Regions from separate parts of the Rattus norvegicus genome. Here region 2 is linked to region 1. The links are chromatin contacts, called in public Hi-C maps. All regions are on one chromosome and are shown on one strand. Each heading gives the region's core, a stretch centred on a gene start, on an enhancer-like site or on the middle of the called end of the contact. The rest is flanking DNA. Distances are from core to core; before and after follow the strand shown. Region 1 holds the start of Irs3 (insulin receptor substrate 3). Region 2 holds the start of Pop7 (POP7 homolog, ribonuclease P/MRP subunit).

Evidence for each region. A called contact is a pair of places that touch in the nucleus more often than the background predicts.
Region 2: a Hi-C map of psoas muscle shows a contact between it and region 1, with 2.2 times the contacts expected there. The contact joins the promoter of Pop7 here to the promoter of Irs3 in region 1. A contact is called at or near these places in 1 of 12 Hi-C or Micro-C datasets (psoas muscle) and 1 of 1 datasets of contacts at active chromatin or transcription factors (oligodendrocytes).

The regions. Positions count from the first base shown.
Region 1 is chr12:24,687,040-24,693,964 of GRCr8, forward strand. It overlaps Irs3 (insulin receptor substrate 3), which reads left to right and starts at 2,891. Exons shown (of 2, transcript NM_032074.1): 1 at 2,891-3,508; 2 at 3,679-5,029. The coding sequence starts at 3,079. The coding sequence ends at 4,733. It overlaps Sap25 (Sin3A-associated protein 25), which reads right to left and starts at 6,644. Exons shown (of 4, transcript XM_008769160.3): 1 at 6,616-6,644; 2 at 6,430-6,533; 3 at 6,212-6,350; 4 at 5,509-6,105. The coding sequence starts at 6,489. The coding sequence ends at 5,585. It also overlaps a transcript of Agfg2 not described here.
Region 2 is chr12:24,822,139-24,829,063 of GRCr8, forward strand. Pop7 (POP7 homolog, ribonuclease P/MRP subunit) reads left to right here and starts at 4,023. Exons shown (of 2, transcript NM_001105918.1): 1 at 4,023-4,215; 2 at 4,415-5,064. The coding sequence starts at 4,425. The coding sequence ends at 4,847.

The sequences.
Region 1 (6,925 bases), core at 1,641-4,140:
CTGGGGTTCCAGAACTAGGAAATAGGGGGCTGAAGAGATGGCTCAGTGGTTAAGAGCACTGGCACCACCTCCAGAGGTCTTGAGTTCAAATCCCAGCAACCACATAGTGACTTCTGATGCCCTCTTCTGGTGTGAGGCGAAGATAGCTACAGTGTACTACTACTACTACTACTACTACTACTACTACTACTACTACTACTACTAAATAATAATAATAATAATAATAATAATAATAATAATAATAAAATATGTGCTTAGGTAGAACTCAAAGCAGAGTTGTTGCTATAGCAACTGAGGTGCACCAGGCTTCTGGTACCCAGCAGATCAAGTCACCTGGTACGGCTTCCCTAGTGCTCACCTCCTCTCTGTTAGTCCACAGCAGGTCCTGCGGTGGCTGCTGCTTCCTGCTTTATCTTTTACCCAGCACTCCAGGGCTGAGTGACACAGAGCGCTTGGAGCAGTCTGTGACAGCAGATGTGATTTCACAAGGACAGATGTTTGCAAGATAACCAGGGAGGCGGGAAGATGGGACGAGACCATTCCTGGATAGCTTCAACTCAAGTTTCCTTGAGGTAGAGTCTTGTACACCACTGCATGCTCTAGACTTGCAGGCTAGAGAGCTTCTGAAAACCACCCTGTCTCCACTACCCTTCTCACTCAGGGGCCCCGGCTTTAAGGCTGTGCACTACCATGTCCAGCTCTCTGTGCATCCTGAGTACCCAGCTCAAGTCTCAAACTTGCACGAGTGCATTATTCACGGGGCCATCTTCCACTGTTTACCAACTGACCTCTGAGCATTTCTTTCAGCCCTGGGTGGGGCTCTGCCCAGTTGGGAGGCATCTGGGGCAGGCCTCAGGCACTAGATGCCCAGACCTATGTTGCTTGTTGACATGGGTGTCTGCCCTCATGCACACCCGAAAAGGTGCTCAAGGATGTCAACCAGACAGATGATGGTGGTGAACGCCTTTCAGCCCAGCACTTGGGAGGCATGGGTAGGCAGATGTCTGAGGCCAGCCTGGTCTACAAGGAGAATTCCAGGACAGCCAGGACTTCACAAAGAAACCCTGATTTGAGAAAGAGACAGACAGACAGACAGACAGACAGACATCACTTCACTGCTGCAATGATTTCTACAGTACTGAAGATCACAGATAAGCCCTAGGCCTCTGCTTGAGCTGCCCTTGAACTATCCTGAGAAAAAGACCCAGGTTGTCTTGGTTCTGTTTACTTGGTAGATGGGTTCCTTACCTAAGGGAGCCCCTCCCCAAAATACCCTTCCAGGGTCTCACAGGTTGGCCTTCTCTTCTATAAGTTCGTCTTTCCCCGCATGGGTTTTGCTGGCCACGCATTCATTAGGGAATGCCAGGTCTGCTAAGGCACCATGACTTGTCAGCTAAGCTTTGTCTGACAGAATGAGTCACGCCACTCCCTCACCCTTGTGACCCTAATATAGAGAAACAAAATATCCCAGGGGCTGGGGACATGGTTCAGTTGGTCCGTTCAAACCCAATAGCCCAAATTTGATCACCAGAATCCACATTAAAAAGTGGAATTCATGGCTTGCATCATATTCCCCATACTCCTAGAGCAAGATAGAAGACTTCCAGCAGGGTACATGCTTTTTATCCCAATACTCAGAAAGCAGAGGCAGGCAGATCGCTGAGATCCAGGACAGCCAGGGCTCAGAGAAACACACATGCACGCACGCACGCACGCACGCACGCACGCACGCAAAACCCCAACCACTACTATCATTAAAGCTCTCAGGCCAGCATGCCTGAAGTACACAGAGAGCGTCCCTGCCTCAAAAAGATGGAAAGCAAGAACCCACTTCCAAAAGTTGTCCTGCAACCACACGCAAGAGGCAACCTGCACCACACACATACTAAATATTTTCAAAGCTGGGTGTGGTAGCACGCACTGTAACCCCAGGCAGGGGAAGTGGAGTCAGACATGCTATGCCTGGGGCTTCCAGGACCACTAACCTAGCCTACTAGACGAGTTCCAGGCCAATGAGCCTGCCTAGAAAACAAGAGGGATAGCTCTTGAGGAATGATAGCAGAGGCTGTCTTCCGGCCCGCACAAGTATGTGCATTCGTGGTGTGTGATCTCCAGCCCCACCCAAACCTCTCAGGATGCAAAGGGTTACTGGGACATCTGCCACAGGATCCAGGCTTCTGTGACCACAGCCACCGTCAGGTTCGGGTTCGCATTTTGGCTTGATGGTGGTGAGGGGCACTTTTAGGAAGGTGTCCCGGAAAGACTAACTCCTTTTTCAAGTGTCTTTCAGTGGCCGTTTGCATGCGTGAGAATCTGGTGGGAACGGTCGGTAACCAGAGACCAGGGTTTCCCTATCCTGTGCTATGCAAACTCATCAAAGAGTCAGAGTTCTGCGTATGGCTCAGCAGCCACGGTCCCTGAAGCAAAAGCACAAGCATCGTCTCTGAGCCGGAAGGGAAAGAACACCGAGGACCGACAAGTAGAGGCTCAGTGAGGTGGCTCCTGCCTGGAGAACCGCTGCTCTCAGGATGGCCCGCTAGGCCGCTCTTCTAATCGCTGGTGCCACCACTGCTAACTACAGCTGCTTCTGCACCCTGGCTTTCTAACTTTCGGGCTTTCGAGATTGCCCCAGGCTGCCGCTGGCGGTACTCCTCCACCCCCATATCCAGTCAGCTGATTGGTAGAGACGCACCCCCCTCACTCCCCGCCCCTGTGAAAGTTCGGTCCCAGCGGTGCAGGACTCCTACTCTAGCCTATGAATCCTAAACTCAACTTCCTGCACTCGGGGCGTGGGAGGGTTAACTTGAAGGGGGTGGAGATTCCAACAAGGAGGCTGACCCAGTTGGATCAGCCTCCCTTAGACCTAGGAGTCCTGGTGTCACTGGCCACTGGGACACACGCACCCTGTACAGGCTCCTTGCCCACTCCAAGTCAGGAGAGGGCGTGGAGAGATGCAGGGCAGCTAGGCCGGTTGCAATCTTCCCAAGATTGCAACTTGTCCCAAGCCGGTGGTAGCTCAGGGGACAGGACCCATTCAAATTAGTCCTTCTGAGGACAGTTTACTGCCTTTGGCTGGAGATGAACCCTGCAGGTACGGGCCCCACAGTCTCCTCTGGGGGCGAGTCCACCGACGTGTCCCTCGGCCCGCCGTTTCCTTGGCCCTGCCCGCCCGACGTGCGGCTCTGTGGCCATCTGAGGAAGCAGAAGTCCCAGCGCCGCCGCTTTTTCGTGCTGCGTGCTGACCCACCACGGCTGGAGTGCTATGAGAGCGAGAAGAAGTTCTTGGCCAGCGGCTGCCGCCCACCTCGACCCCGGCGTACCGTTAGCCTGGAAGGTGCCTGCACTATTAGCAAGCGCGCGGATGCCCGTCAGCGCCACCTGATCGTCATCTATACCAGCGACAGCAGCCTGGGCGTGGCGGCGGCCAGTGAAGCAGAGCAGCAAACATGGTACAGCGCCTTGCTCGAGGTGCGCGCCACCGCCGCTGCAGCTGCTGCCACCGCTATGGGTGAGCCCTGGGTGAGCTACGGGGAGGTCAGGGGTTGCTGACTTAGTTTATCTTGAACCCATTTCTCTCAGGATCAACAAAGGTTCAAATCTTAAGCTTTTACACGTCTTGGTCACCTGGGACTCGGTGACCCTACCCCAGCCTCCCAGTGACTTGCCCATTCTCTCCAGGTTTCAGCCCCCAAGAGGCCCCTGAGTCTTGGATCTTCGCCCCGTTCCAGGACGTCTGGCCTGTGACACTGCGGTCCAAGGGGCTGGGGAGAGCACCAGGCCTGAGCAGCGGCAGCTATCGCCTGTGCCTGGGTTCTGGGGCCCTGAGCCTCCTGCGGAAGCCGGGAAGCAAAGGCTCCAGAGACAGCCGGGCAACGCCACCACCAGTCCTGCGCTTGTCCTTGCTCAGTGTGCGCCGCTGCGGCCACGCAGATTCCTTTTTCTTCCTGGAACTCGGGCGCTCAGCGCCCATAGGTCCTGGTGAGCTGTGGCTGCAGGCCCCTGATGCAGTGGTGGCCCAAAGCATTCATGAGACCGTCCTGGCTGCCATGAAGAGACTGGGGAGCAGTGCAGCCAGTGGCAAAGCTGAGGCACCGCTGGGAGATTCTCCAAAGGGGGCTTCTGCAGTCCCTGCCCCAGCACCATATGAGATCCCTGCTTTGGCACTGGCAGCACAAGCGAGAAGTCCGGGTGAGAGAGCGAAGCAGGACTACGTCAATCCACTGGAAAGGATGGGGTCAGCACCCTCCTACAGGGGGCCAGATCTGGGTGGGGACTACATCGCCATGGGAATGAGGAATGACTATGTGCACATGGGGGGGAAAGCTGCTGAGTACATGTGGATGGCGCCCCCAGGTCTCCCTCCCCCCACCCCTCCCAGGGTAGATCCCAGAAAGGAGCCTGAGGATTGTGAGAGCACAGAGTATATGCCCATGAACAGATTTTTACCGGGGCCTCTTTACTACGAGTTCAAGGCCAGGGAGCCTGAACATGGGCATTCTAGTGCCCAGTGTAGCATTAGGGACAGATGGAGACCCACGGTGGCTCAGCCCCGCTCTTCCCAAGGGTCAGAGCTCTCTGGGGACTACATGTACATCCCTGACTATCCCAGTGCTAGGCTGGGGTCTCTGGACAGCTGCCTCAACTATGTGGACCTGGACCTAGTCCCTCCCCTGGAGGTTCCTGGAGCGGCCCCAGGGAATAGTCCACATAGCTATGCCAGCATCAAGTTCTAGAACTTTCAGAAGATAGGGGAGGAGAACCAAGCATTGGTTAGGGAAGAGAGGAAAAGAAGAGAAAACCTTAGCACTGTTCAGCTCAGCTTCTGCACATAGGAGCCAGGGACTCTGAGGCCTTGTGAGGTGCTATGCTGCCCCCTTGCCTGCTCTGTCTCTTCCAGCTGTACCGCCTCAGAAACACCTCAGGAAGAAGTGCTCCAAAGAAATTAGACTCTTAAGAGAAAGTACTAGAACATCTCTCTGCACCCCCACCCCAAACCCAAACAACAAACAAATAAAACACCTACAGAACCAGTCTCGGGCGAGCTGTGGCTGAAGCATGGATGAATTCTCACCCTGGTTTGGGACAGCTCAGTCCCCTCACATGTTGGCAGCTAGATGCCATTGTGTCTTCTCAGCCAAAGAAGTATCCTAACCCGGTGTTTGCAAGGCAAAGCGTAAGTCCTAAGGCTCAGAAACAATGGGGGTGAGGGGAGCATCAGGGACCATGTTGGTGGCCCCCAAGCAGCCTGTCCTCCCCTGAGTCATCCTGCTAGGGTCTGAGTCAGGCTCACCTGAGCCTTCTCTGGGCCTGGGAGACCAGATCAATTTCCTTACTTCCCCTGCTGTGGACCCAACCCACCCATTAAAGGTGCCCTGCTCCCTGACTATCTTGGCTCAGTGGGCTTCCCTGCCCCAGGGAGTGGGTGACCTGGAGGAAGAATAATTGAGTGTAGTGGTGTAACGGGCCCAGCCTGCTTCTGCATCCCATGCCCCACTGCAGAGAGCCTGGTTTGCACACTCTGATTTATTGTCAACAAAACGGCTTAGGAGAGAAGACAGCCCCTGTGGAGGGAGGGGAGGGGACACTATGGACGGTGGTTATCGGGGTTCTGTGTGGGTCGTGGGTCAGTGCTTCCAGAACAGCTCTGGCCACCATTGGGGCCAGGGTCTTCAGAGACATAGGCAGGGTCTGGGCAGCTGGCAGAAGGCAGGGAGCTTGCCTGGGAGTCGGGGGTCTGCTCTCCCTGGCTCATCTGCAGCAGACCAGCAAGGGCGATCATCTCCGCCTCGCTGAGCCAGGTTGGGGGGCGGGCCTGGGAGGAGGGGGGGCGGGCCTGGGAGGAGAAGGGGCAGCCTTGGGAGGAGGAGGGCTGCACAGAGGAGGACATGATAGGAGGCGGGAGCAACAGCTTTAGTGAGCCCATTGCCTGAGAAGACGGGAAGGGAAGTTTGTCCCACTGGCTCTGAATGGAGAAAGGGAGAGAGAATGTAGGGAGGCTCATTCTCACCTGCTGAGGGGGCTTGGGCAGGTATAGGGGAACACGCTGCCCAGGGGATAGCAGAGGGTCCAAGAGAAAGACTTCTTCAGAGTTTCTCACTGGGAGCCCTGAGGAAGAGAGCCTGCTAGCTTGGTGGCCTTGGCCTGCCACCCTAGCCCTCAGTGCAGCTTCCTCAGCAACTTCACAACTGAGCTGAGGGGCCGAGAGAAGTACCTGTGCCCCTAGATGCCACCTGCTTCTCTTCTGGATGTCCTGAGGTAGTGGGCATCCTGCCCCAGTCATCATACATAGGCCAAGAAGGATGGCACAGGGTCCTGTTAGACAAAGATATCCCTGACCCACAGCTGGCCCCCTGTGGAGAACAGAAAATGACTGAGCTCCATCTCTTGGCACTCCTGCTACCTTGAGACAGAGCCACAGATCCAACTCACCAGCAGCTGGGGTCCTGTATTAGCCTGGTGGCTGGGATCCCAAAGTGGCAGAGGAGTCATCCTTGAGGGGGTGACCTGGTAGGTCCTCCAGGGAGAAAGAGGTACTGTCAATAAAAGAAACAAGATTAGAACAGGCTCTGAATCTCCCGGGCCTTGTGGGTAAAAACAGCAAGACCTGGTGCCTACCTGGGGCTTCTGCAGTCAACTCAGTAGCCAGGTGCCTGAAAGGCAGCAGCTGCTTTCTTTCTGTCTCCGATGGGCTGAGTGCCTGGGGCTGTGAGCTGTGAGAAGGGAGGGACAGGCTTCCCAACTCACTTCCCTTCCTAAAGCTGACCTGAGTCAGTCGCAGGACAAGCAATATACCCACTTCCTGTACCGACCTCCTGGATAATTCTTTTTCGGGAAGAGCCCACAACGCCTCCTAGCGGCCCCCACCACGCCCTCACCTGTCCTGCACAGGCGTTTGTTGCTTTTCCATAGTCTCCTCTCCAGAGCT
Region 2 (6,925 bases), core at 2,773-5,272, 140 kb after region 1:
TGTCTATTCACCCACAAAGCAAACAATTCTTCCAAAGTTCAACCTGGAGAACCAATGAATCTCTTAGGGTTACTTGAAGGATCATGGAAGATTCAAAGGCAACTGTAACACTGGAAGGGCTACCTTGCAATGGGTGCTAACTCACAAAAGCTGCATCCTTGGAACTCCTTGTGGGACTTGTGGAGAAATATATATCTCTATCTCTATCTATCTATCTATCTATCTATCTATCTATCTATCTATCTATCTATCTACTGTATACTAGGGGTAGGACTGAGAATTAGCTTTTCCAAGATCCATCTCCTATGAATTCTGTTAGTTTCAGGAACTTTCTGAGCCTTGTATGGTTCCTGAGTCTTAAAAAGCCTCCTTCTAAGATTGTTCAATTTGGAGGGAAAAGTTTCACAATAAATCCCTGAACAATTTCACATTTCTAGAAATCAAACAAGTGAGATCCTGATTTTTCTGCATTTTCATCTGTATGTGATATTGTCAAGACTTATTTACTTCTTTCTTGCTTGATTTCATTTTTTTTTTTCATAGCAGAGCCTCAAACTTACTGTGTAGGTGAGAATGACCTTCATCTTTGTATCCCCCCTCCCTCTACCAACTGAGTGCTGGGATTACAGGTGCCCAGGTTTCTGGTTTATGCCTCGCTAGGGGTAAAATCCAGGGTTTTCTGTACATTGGGCAGGCACTCTATCAACAGAGTCACATCTCCAGCTCCTCACATCACTGTGGTTTTAATGTGCATTTCTCTAATGGATAATCATATTGAACACCTTGTGAGGTGCTTATCATCCTGTGCCCCTGCTGAAATGTCCCGAATGTCCGTCTATTTTGTAATTGAGTCCTTCCTTCCTTCCTTCCTTCCTTCCTTCCTTCCTTCCTTCCTGTCTTTCTGTTTTCCTTCCTTCTTTTCTTTCTTTTTCTGGACAAGGTTTTTCTGTGCATCCTTGGCTGTCCTGGAACTCACTGTGTAGACCAGACTGGCCTGAAACTTAGAGATCCATCTGCCTCTGCCTCTGCCTCTGCTTCTGGAGCGCTGGGATTACAGGCGTGGGTCAGTATTTCCAGCTGGGTTGTTTTCTCTCTTTACTTGTTGAGACGTGTGCATGTGCATGTACATGTGTGTTTTGCTTTCACGAGTCATGTCCCTGGTACCTAAGCCTTCAGAAAGCTGGGTTTACAGGTACCTTGGCACTTGGATTCCAACTCTTCAGTTCCAAGTTTTTACATAGTTTAGATACAAATCTTTTATTAAATATGATTTAAATATATTCTCCCATCCCATTGCTTCTTTTACCTTCTCCCCCTTTATAATAATAATTATATTACTATTATTATGTGTGCATGTGTGTATGGTGTATGGTGGGTGGCAGCATACATGTTCCATACATCACTGTTTGGAGGTCAGAGGACAACTGTGGTGTTATGTCTCTTCTTTAGGTCCTGGGGACCAGCCTCAGGTCATTAGGCTTGTACAGAATGCCCTTGACCCATTGAGCCATCGCTCCAACCCTTCTCTCTAGACAGGTTTTGTACCCAAGCTGGCCTCAGCCTCCTGCCCTCTGACCTCCACCTCCTGCGTGCCTGGACCTCTTGTGTACCACCATGTGCAGCTTTGTGCATCCTGTTTTCATACTAGTTTGGTCTTTCATAAAGGTTTTATTTTTGAGACAGGGTCTTACAGTGTAGTCTGGAGCTCTCTAACTTAAACTGGCTTCAAACCCATGACAATCCTCCTGCCATAGTCTCCTAAGTGCTTGCTTGTATTACAGTATGGGTCTTCGTGCCCAGCCTTAAAGGTTTCTGAGATTTTTAAATGTATTTATTTTGAGTGTGTTTGGGGAGTGTTCGTGCATGGAGGTCAGAGGACAGCTTCTGGGACTACACTTTCCTCTTCTATTGTGTGGGCCCCAGGACCTACCTCAGATCCTTAGACTTCACAATGGGTAGTTTTACCTGTAGGCCCTCCAGCCTTGAAATTTTGATAAATGACAGTTTATCTTTATTTCCCACTCCACCCTGGTCCTGTCTCTGAACTTGTTGCCTGACTAGCCTCCTGAAAATTTCCCTTACATTTTCTCCAATTGGTTTATAGTTAACAATTTCATATTCAGAGCCACTCGCCACACTGTGGTCTTAAGGCCCTTTTCTTTTCCTGGTCTGTTTCAGAAGCACTTGATACACAGTCTTTTTGCATTGTGCTATGTTTGCATTTCTGTCAAGAAAATGAATTGGCTGGAGCTATAACTCAAATGGTAGCAAGCACGAAGCCCTGGGCTCCTTCCCCAGCACTGCATAAATCAGCCCTGCTGGCCTCTCCTGTGATTCCCATACCTGGCACCTGAAGGTAGGCGATCAGACCTTCAAGGGCACTCTCACTGATTCGATGCCAGCCTGGCTGTGAGACCCTTTCTCCAGTGGCTTGGTTGTACTTGTGTGGTTCTGACTTCTCTATTTTATTGATTTTTCGTATCTAGACATCTGCCAACAGCACACTTTTCTTAATGACTGTATTTACATGGTAAGTCTTAAGGGGCTGGCAAGATGGTTCAGAGTGTCAAGTGCTTACCGTGAGAGCCTTTGATCCTCAGAACCCATGTAAAGGTTGAGGAATCGACTCCACAACGTGCCATAGTATGTTCCCTGCATCGAATCACTCTACACACAATACCCATAGCTGTAAAAGTAAATATATATTTAAATTTTTATATATGTGCCCTGTTGTGTCTGGGCAGAAGAGGGCATCAGCTCTCCTGAAGCTGGAGTTACAGATGACTGTTAGCCACCCAACATGGGTACTGGGAACCAAACCTAGATCCTTTGGGAGTCATCTTGAAGAGCAGCAAGTGCTCTTAATTGCTGAGATGACTATGAGTCCAACAACAATACAAAATTATTAAATTCAGTCTATTTATTTGCCACAAGTTTTAGGATAAACACATTAATATGGTGCAGTCATGCACACCTGCAACACTAGCAGGCCAAGGCAGGAGCATGAGTTTTAGGTTAGCCTGAGCTACATAGTTAAACCCTATCCTCCCCACCACAAAAAAGATATTTTGGTTTATATGTGCAACTCTTCCTGAGGTTCCCCTAAAATGTTCATTAAATATATAGATCAACTTGGAGCGAACTAAGGTCTAAAATGTTAAACCTTCCACTTTAACCGAAATCCCAAGAGTTATGGGTTGTAGCTCAGTTGAGTGAGTGCTCGATAATCTTGACACTCACAAGGTGGAGGCAGGGGAATCAACTTCAAGGTTGGCTATACAGCAGGGTGCACAGTTCTCTTTCCAGCCTTCAATCAGATTCTACCTACGTAAGTGGTCTGGAGCTATAGGACGAGGTCCTAAATACAGGTCTCACTCACATCTGCAGGGAACTGTCCAAAGGCTTTAACAATCTGGGCAGAGATCCAGTCCTCACTAACTTTAAGGGGTTAGGAACCCAAGTACTGCAGTTCTTGTCCCTTCCACCAGGGAGCGGCTGGTCATGATTGCCGGTCATGGAGGAGCAGCTTGAGTGCGGCGGGAGAAGACAGTTAAGAGGTGTGGCGGGAAGCTGCAAACGCTTGGCACCTAATGTGGGTCCCTTGCAGAGGGAGGAGCCCATTGTGGACATCCGGCCTTAACTCGATCCCTTCGATTTGTCGGCTTCCGGATCTCCCAGGACCTCGGGCGGGAGGTCAGCTGTCAATTCCACTGCTCTGAAGTGATTACAGACTTCCGGCCCCTGGGCGATCCCAGCTCCAAGGCTGACCCCGGGCTGAAGTTCCGAACCCTTTCTACCAACCCTGCTTCCCGCCTAGATCCATGAGTCCCGCCCCTCCAGGGGAGGGGAAAACTGGGTGATCCACACCACGCCTCTCTTGGGCCCGCCTCTGTCAATAAATCCCGCCTCTGCTAGCTAGTCCCGCCCTTCCAAGCGCTCAAGAATAGAACGCTTCGAATTCACAAATCTCGCGAGACTTAATTCCCTCGCACACGCGCACGAGAAAAGGGGCGGAGAGAACGGAGGCCCAGAAGGCCACAAGCTTATGGATTCCGGCTTGGAGCGGGGACACGCGTGCGCAGTGTGTAGCCCTTGCTGAAGAGACTGCCTGGCGTTCCTGTTCGGATTCTTTATTCTGCATATCGTGGGCAGCGGGGTCCACTTGGATCGGTCGGCGAGGTTCACACGAGTGAAGGGCACTGTGGAGGGAAGAAGGTAGGCGTGGAAACGCCGGGAATGGGAGCCACGTGATGAATGAATTAAAACTGGGAGTGGAGAAAGCGGAAGTGGAAGGGATTGAGACGCTAGGAAGGAAGAGGGCGTTGAGGGCGCCCCCTTCTGGTTGCACCCTTAGAAAGCTGGGCAGAAAAGGATTCTGTCATTCTTCCTGAATCTCGTTCCTTCTCCATGCCAGGACTTAGAGCATGGCAGAAAACAGAGAACCCCGCGGTGCCATCGAGGCTGAGCTGGACCCCGTGGAGTACACCCTTCGGAAACGACTTCCCCACCGCTTGCCGCGGAGGCCCAATGATATTTATGTCAACATGAAGACTGATTTTAAGGCTCAGCTAGCTCGCTGCCAAAAGCTGCTGGACGGAGGCACTAGGGGGCAGAACGCATGCACTGAAATCTACATTCATGGCTTGGGCCTGGCCATCAACCGTGCCATCAACATCGCCCTGCAGCTGCAGGCAGGCAGCTTTGGGTCCCTACAGGTGGCTGCTAATACCTCCACGGTGGAGCTGGTGGATGAGTTGGAGCCAGAGACTGACTCTCGAGAGCCACTGACTAGGATCAGGAACAACTCAGCCATCCACATCCGAGTCTTCAGGGTCACGCCCAAGTAACTGAAATCAAGCTGACTTTTCATCCACCAAGTCCTTTGTGCACACACATCCAGGCTTCATGTGGTTGAGGTTTCTAGGGGTTCGTATGGCTCTTGTTCTGAGTTCTGTCATGGACCGCTTCTCAGAGCTTGTTATCTCAGCGTAGAGAACTGGAAACGGAGAGCCCGAGAAGCGAATCTTCCTTGTCCCATATAATAAAATGTTAAGTTGTGTTGGTACCGGGCTTCGAATGGTCTCTTCTTCCTAGTGTGCTTGAATAGGGATGGTTCTTCCTGTGTGTACTTGAATGGGGTAGGAAACTTTGCAAATATTTAGGCCACAGGAAAGGAACCCACCTTAGACCACAATATGACAAATAAGGAGTTTGTTGAGTGTAACACAGAAGCTTAACTTGTTACAGTGTGCACTCAGGAAGGTTAGAGAGCAGACTCACCTACTGAGCCAGCTCCAGCTGGTTTGTCTCAGGCTCTCATAGTTACCAGGCTTGGGAAAAGAGAAGTTTTCAAGGTGAAGGACTGTGGATCTAATTCAGCGAGGAAATTGTGTTACCTAGTTGCCTAGCATCAATTTAGGCCCCAGGTTCGATCCCTAGGAACCCCAAGAATTATGACGGGGGAGGATTGGGGAGATGGCTCAATAGGAAAGGCACTTACTTGTCAAACAACCATGAGTATTTGATACCCAGAACTCATTTTATTCTAGGCACTGTAGCACGTGAATCTAATTACCATGGTTCTACAGTGAGATGGGCGGCAGAGACAGGAGAGTCCTCTCTAGCTTGTGGGCTGGCTGCTCCGGCATAAACATTAACAAAAAACCCCGTCTCAAAGTGGAAGGCGACTTACATGTGTACTGTTAACACATGTACCCGTACTCACAAACACATCAAAACTTGTTTTTTTTTTCCTTTTAAGATGAAGCCTAGCCTTCTAAGGATTAAGCTTCCCTGAACTGACAGCTTTTTTTTTTTTTTTTTGCTGGAGTTAAACCTAGGGCCCTTGTACACTAAGTCTATTGTTGCTGAACTGCACCTCAGCTCTTGAACGGACAGTCTTGACTGTCACACTTCCTGCTTCTGAAGAGCCTGTACGTTTCTGGCCTCTGTAGTGTAGAGTCTGAGATCGACCTGGTTCAGCTGTGTAATCTTTCTCGCCAGCTTGCTGCGATCTAAAAATCGCCTAGCAGACACACCTCTGGGCATGTGTTTAACTGAGGAAGAGTCTGCTCTTTCTGTGGATGGCACCATTCCATGGGCTAGGGGCCCAGACGAAATACAAAAAGAGGAATTGGAGGGGCTGCCAAGATGGCTCCAGGGGTGGGTAAAGGCAAAGCTGACAGCCTGAGTTTAATCCTTCAGAGCCCACATAATGGAAGAAAACCAACTCTGAAAGCTTTCTCTGGAGACATGTTGGATGGCTCTAGGAGCTACACAGTGGCTCACAGGTGTGTTTCTGAAAAACCAGCGGGTCCGGGTCTGATCACATACACATATTATCTCAACACTTAGGCAGGAGGGTTGCGAGTTTGAGACCAACCTGGGCTACATAGTTAATTTAAGGTCAGTTTGAGCTCCAGAGCGAGACTCTGTTTCAAAAGCAAACCGGCAGAGTGAAGAGACGCTTATACACTTGGAGAAAACCTTTGCCACCCATGCATCGGACAGGAGATTAATGCCTAGAATTACAAAGATCTCCGCAGATCACAGAAGATAAATCATTAATTAAAGAACTAATAAGCTGGGGCTGGGGATTTAGCTCAGTGGTAGAGCGCTTACCTAGGAAGCGCAAGGCCCTGGGTTCGGTCCCCAGCTCCGAAAAAAAGAACCAAAAAAAAAAAAAAAAAAAAAAGAACTAATAAGCTGAATAGAAAGTACTCAAAGCAGGAACTGGAGAGATGGGTTCGGTGGTCAAAAACACCAGCTGTTTTTCCAGACTCCAGTTCAATTCCCAGAACCCACATGGCTCCTGCAGTGCCAGGGCATCCAGCATCCTCTTTTGGCCTCCGTGGGCTCCAGGCACTCTCATGATGCACAGGTAATACTCACAAAAAAACCACATACAGATATAATTTTTTTTTCG